Linked DNA regions of Mus musculus: region 1 is linked to region 2. The links are chromatin contacts, called in public Hi-C maps. All regions are on one chromosome and are shown on one strand. The core of a region is the stretch at or near the end of the contact, and the rest is flanking DNA. Distances in the headings are between cores, read along the strand shown. Region 1 overlaps Plcl2 (phospholipase C-like 2). Region 2 overlaps Plcl2 (phospholipase C-like 2).

The links. A called contact is a pair of places that touch in the nucleus more often than the background predicts.
Region 1: a Hi-C map of liver shows a contact between it and region 2, with 7 times the contacts expected there. The contact joins two enhancer-like sites. A contact is called at or near these places in 12 of 484 Hi-C or Micro-C datasets (adipose-derived mesenchymal stem cells, cerebellum, female germline stem cell-derived STRA8 germ cells and 5 more) and 3 of 115 datasets of contacts at active chromatin or transcription factors (effector CD8 T cells, microglia and pancreatic cancer cells).

What each region holds. Positions count from the first base shown.
Region 1 is chr17:50,620,235-50,623,020 of GRCm38.p6, forward strand. The region is part of intron 3 of Plcl2 (phospholipase C-like 2); the gene reads left to right. Among named protein-coding and RNA genes, the nearest start is that of Plcl2, 110 kb to the left of the region's middle. Within about 2 kb of position 1,502, at least 3 of the 459 cell types and tissues checked have an H3K27ac peak or open chromatin away from gene starts, as enhancers often do. A contact at or near this core is called in liver, where this site is marked.
Region 2 is chr17:50,556,882-50,559,696 of GRCm38.p6, forward strand. The region is part of intron 1 of Plcl2 (phospholipase C-like 2); the gene reads left to right. Among named protein-coding and RNA genes, the nearest start is that of Plcl2, 49 kb to the left of the region's middle. Within about 2 kb of position 1,525, at least 11 of the 459 cell types and tissues checked have an H3K27ac peak or open chromatin away from gene starts, as enhancers often do. A contact at or near this core is called in liver, where this site is marked.

The DNA.
Region 1 (2,786 bases), core at 252-2,751, 63 kb after region 2:
TCCCTTATAGAGCTGGGGGTAGTTCTGAATCACCATGGAGGCGTTGGGAAATGAACCTGCGTTCTCTGCTGGAAGAACAGGTATTCTTAACAGCTGAGCCGTATCATCAGCCCCCTTAGACTTATTTTGTATTATTGTAAAACAAGTATATTGTTTCTGTGGGTTTAAGGCGCCATTAAAGTTGTTTACCAAGTTATTTTCTCTATCAAGGATCCCTATAGGAAATTCTGTTTAAAAGAGGGACTCATACATCTTTATAAGTCTGTATTTCCATACATCACTATGGAGTGGTTATTTTTTGAAGCTATGGGGATGGATTTAGCTTCCTTGTATAGTTTATTCTGTGAACTATGGTCCACACTAGATTCTGACCACACCGAGAAGGGTACAGGAGAGAGAGCTGTGTCCATCCTCCTGTCATTTTTCTACTGCAATCTTTTATCGTCTTCTGCCATTGAGACAGATTCTGAGGACTTAATACTCGACCCAGGTGAAAGCAATAGCTGTCTTCTCTTTCTCTGGGGCAGTGAATGTTCCTAAGTTCTCAGTCTGGCTCGCTGACTGGCTTTAGAGTGAGTTGCTCCGCTGTTGGGCAGCTCTTTATCTCCCACCTTAACTCACTTCTCTTCCACTCATTCCGAGCACACTGGGTTTCTGCAGAGCTGTGGTTTTCCATGTCTTCTTTTCGTGCATACCCAAGATGCCCATCTGAATCCTAACAGTTTCCCTCTTTACGCTCTTAGCCTGTGAAGGAAGGTGGGAGGGTCCTCTAGCTGCCTCCAAAGTTTCTCTGACTTGACCACAGGAGATGGGAGACCACCTCTACTTCCTTCCTCTTTTATCTAGGAACTGGAAACCTCTTGCCCTGTCTTTATTAGGTAAAGGAAATTGATAAAACTAATTGATAAAACTCTGGGACTATCGCCAGCTTCTTTGTATAAGATAATTTGGAAGATGGTGTCTTCACAGATCCTGACTTTGAAGCTTATCTTTTTACTCAGTGAGTAAATGTCTAGGAAACAGAACTTTTGGTGCTTAGTTACCTAAGTTCTGTAGCTCATCCTTTGAATATGTGGAAAGCACCTACTGTGTTCCACACAGTGTGTATGCATGAGAAGCGACTTCTTCACACCGTTCCCTTTACCCCTCTGCAACCACCAGGCCACTGAGCCTTTTGGCCTTCCCCACCTTTTCCATCACTCTAATGACCTTCTTCCTGAAATATCACCTAGAAAAAGGTTGGGCATTCCAGATAGGAGTCAGCAGGAGTAGCAGGAAGTAGAACATTAGGTGACCTAGGCAAGCTAAAAAGCTTGTTTTATGATTGTTGAGGGGGAAAACAGAGCTGAGTTATTCTCTGTGTGTCTTGGTTGTTGTCAGATGAATGATACTTTTCTTCCAGCATCTTGGCAAAGTGGCATCTGTTTGTTATATCTGGATGAGTAATTTGTATAAAGTCAGATAGTTGCCAAGAGTAAAGGGGAAAGGTGATGGTGGTAATAACCCGAAGGACATTTGCCTCATGCGTAGATGCTGGTCATCTCATTTCTCCAGCACCAGAACACAGAACTGTGTATGGACGAAACCAACATATATTAGTAAGACACAGTCCTTTGTATGATTGTGCAGCATCTAGAATCTGCCTGTATTTGTTGTCATGATGACGTTGTCTCTGCAAACTGTTTTGTGGATGGTGTAAGTTCTGTGTCAGGGAATTCTTTTCAAAGAAGCAGAGATTGCATTCACCATTTGTCATATAGTAATTTGTATATTTTGTGCAGTTTGCAAGTTCCAAATAATTTCAGATTGACAAAACAATGGAAGTAGCCTGCTGGGAGCCCACATTTGATGTTACCATAGCATTCAGCCTGCTCCTGGGACTGCCTGGCTGCCCATGACCTTTGAGCCTACAAGGAGGTCATGTCCTTTTGATCTTCTGACCTATGTTTTTGGCTCCTAGGTGGCTGAGTCACCTTTAGCAGCAAAGGCCTTGATAGAAACCCTGGAGATTTCCCAGGTGGAGTGCACTGTCAAACAGAACGCACTTTCTGGGCTACTTAAGACTGCTAGTGGCCCTCATGGGCTAGTGGGAATCAGGCAGGATGCACTCTAGCCGGTTAATGGTGCTACTTTATGCAAACGATGTTTTATCAGTGCTATTGTCAAAGTGTGGCTTTCAGTTGGTATGAAATACACATGTCTTTATAAAAACACTTTTGCCAAAGATTTCATCACTTGGATGAATTGTTTCATATGTTATTGTGTCAAAATGTGTAAGTTTCATTGATGGTGTAATTTTACTTATTAAGAAGGTCATATTATTCCCTAACTTTAGAAATGCAGGACCCTGACATGAGGAACTAACCCAATCTGTTTTCAGCTATTTCTGTGACATGTAGCGGAGCATATGATACTCAGTGTAGAAATTCAGTAGCACTAGACTGCAATTATATAGAATTGTTAGTGTTAGGATAAGGAGATGGCTCAGTCATCAAAGTACTTGTTTGTACAAGCACGACCCCTGAGTTTGGATGCCCAGAACACACACACACACACACACACACACACACACACACACACACACACATATACATTTGCATATTTGAAGCCAGTTGTGATGGTGGTTGTACTTGCAATCCAGCACTGAGAGGAGACAGGTGAATCCCTAGGGCTAACTGGGCAGCCAGCCTCCTAATAGAGATTGTGTTTCAAACCAGTGAAAGGCAGTGTCTCACAAAACATGGTGGAAAGATCCTGAGAAATAACATTCAAGTTTAGCCACACAC
Region 2 (2,815 bases), core at 275-2,774:
CTGCATTGTGTCCAGTGGTGCTTTGTGTGATGGTCTCCATCTGCTGTGAAGAGAGGCTTCCTTGATTAGCTACACTTACATCTGAGAATTAGTAGGGTTCCACTTTAATTCCTAGAAATGATATTGACAGGTTAGATAGTAGACCTGCCATGTTGTTCTTTAAAGCGGCAAACTTAGCTTTCATGGTGACTGTTTCAAATTAGTGAAGCCAGGGGTTCACTAACCCTTTATACATAAACACTAATAACACAATTTGCAAGGGAAATGTTGCATGAGAACAGTTGAAATTACTTTCTTTTGGAAACTCTCCAGGTCTCCTTTACCATCTTGCTTCTCAGAAGTCAGTCATTTGCTGAATCTTCACCTTAGCTCTGTTCCTTCTGTTTATTCAGCCTTAAAGTGCTCTGGATTTAACAAAACCGGCCCATTGTTCACAATTACGCTCTCTAGAACAGAAAGATACCAAGGGTTGCTTTGCTCCTTTTTAGTAGCATCACTTTGGGGAATAGCCACCTTTCTTGAAAACCCCTCGATTCATTTCTCTGTGACATAGGATTATTTGTACCTCCGTCTAGGTGTTTCTGAGGGTGTTATCATGGGGTCATGTCCTCGCTCTGGATATTATATTATTGCTGTATAGGGTATTGATAACAAATTGTTTTAAAGGATAAAATGCAATGTATTTTAACTAGCAATCAAAATTTTACTCTAAGAAATGAAACCATTTATAATAAAACTTTTTAAGGTGAAGGAAAGACAGGCATGCCTGAAAAAAAAAAGCAATTGGAATTCTAACAGAACCCACGTGTGTAAGGGTTTCACATTTATATGTGTCTGTGTTCCATGTGTGTTCCTGCAAAGGCCAGAAGAGGGTGTCAAATCTGCTGGAACGAGAGTTGCAGATGGTTGTAAGCTGCCATGTATACGCTGACGGTTGAATCTGGCTTCGGGAGGAGCAGCCAATGTTCTTGACGGCTGAAACATTGTTCCAGCCCTTGAAAATGCTCTTTCATAGCTTTTATTTATGTTTTATGTGTATTAAAATCAAAGAATTTTGTATTTTTCTTTCGTAACGCAAATTAAGTTTAAGCAGAGACCTTGTAAAAGGGTAAAGTAGACTGTCACACACAGTCATCCGTCCTGCTCGCGCTCAGGCTGTCTCCTCAGTCAGAACCGAGCAAACCTTGCCAGAATGTTTGGAAAACATTTTATTGCACAATATGGTGTCAACTGTCACATTTCCCTTTAATTTTGCTTATCTTTTTTATAAAAGTTATGGTCAAATAAAGTTAGTTTTTTTTTCTAGTAATATTTTTCATGAGCCAATGTTCCTAATACATTGCACATGAAATAGTGGCAACAAAATGCAAAAATTAAACACAAACACATGTACAAACAAATGAAGACAGAAATGGAAATAGCCAAAAAAGTTGCTTGAAAGTCTGATCCAGTACTTTCTGTTAGTTAAAAAGGAGCACGTGTTTGCACTCTGTTCTAAATAAGCTGTCCTGTTACCTCATCTGGAACATCTTTGCCGGGTTTCTAGCTTCAGAAGCGTTGGAGCTTGAGGTGTGGGATTGAGGGTAAGGATCACAGTTGGCCTGGTGTAAAGTTTACAACCTTTTGCTAGAAGGATCTAGCTCCACAAGTTCCTGAAGAATGGTGACTTTTATTGAACTTCCAGACATCCCGTGTTCCAGAATGAATCAGTTTCTGGATTTTTTTGGACTTCTTTTAAAATTTGGGGAATTGGAGCTTCCTTTGCACCAAGACATGTGAGCATCCCAGGGACAAACAGGCAAGGACAGAATCCTGCCAATGTCAGTGTTTAAGACTACACACAAGAGAAGTACTCGGCAAGGCAGAGAGGAGGGAGGCAAGCAAGGGAAGAAGCAAGCTGTAGCTGAGCCTGGGCTTCAGGACTGAGGTTTGAATACCACCTGCCGTTCTCCAGCCAGTGTGCGTCTGCACACAGCGTCAGCTTAAGAAACTTAGCTGACATCTCTGACATATAGAATACCATGTTGGCATGCGGGTGCTCAGTAGCTACTGAGTGCTGTTCTGACTGACAGATAGCGTAAGGACTCAGAAATACTCTTGGCATTTAGGATGTTGATAGAGATAGTGGATGGCTTTGGCAAAAATCACATTTCAGTAGAATAGTTTGAAGAGAGAGAGTAGAGGCTCTGAGTTAAAAGTTGTTGCTCTAGAAGGTGGAGTTTGAATGCGGGCGGGGTTGAAGGAAAAAGACTGGAGAAGCTTGGGACTGGCAGGGTGCTGTGGTGAAGGGAAGGGCAGATGGAGGAGGTGAAGCTGAGCGAAGAGAGGATGGCTAGGAAAATGAACTTAGAAAAGCAGATATGTGGACTTGGCACTTAGGGGCCTGCTCTGTACTTGGGCTTCCTCAGAGAGTGTAAAAACTACTGGTGTTGATTCTTGAAAATCAAGGTTGAGTAGAACACACACCTTTCCATAAAGACCTGAAGGATAGGAAGAGAGAGGACATCTGAGTCCATCTCCTGTGAGGACAGTCAAGAGTCAGTGTGCCTTCACAAAGTCATCTAACAACCTTGGAGTCACTCCGGAATACAGACTCACTTCGCAGTCATTCTTAGCTCTGATTAAAAGTTTTTAAAGGAGTTTGTAGCTCAGCCTAGCGTGCATATAACCCTGGACTCCATCCCCAATTACCACACATAAACCAAATATGGCGGCATATACCTTTAAATCCCTGCACTTGGGAGGTCGAGGCAGGGGATTCAGAAGCTTATAAGTCTGCCTCAGCTACATGAAGGCCAGCCCCTGCTACATGAGA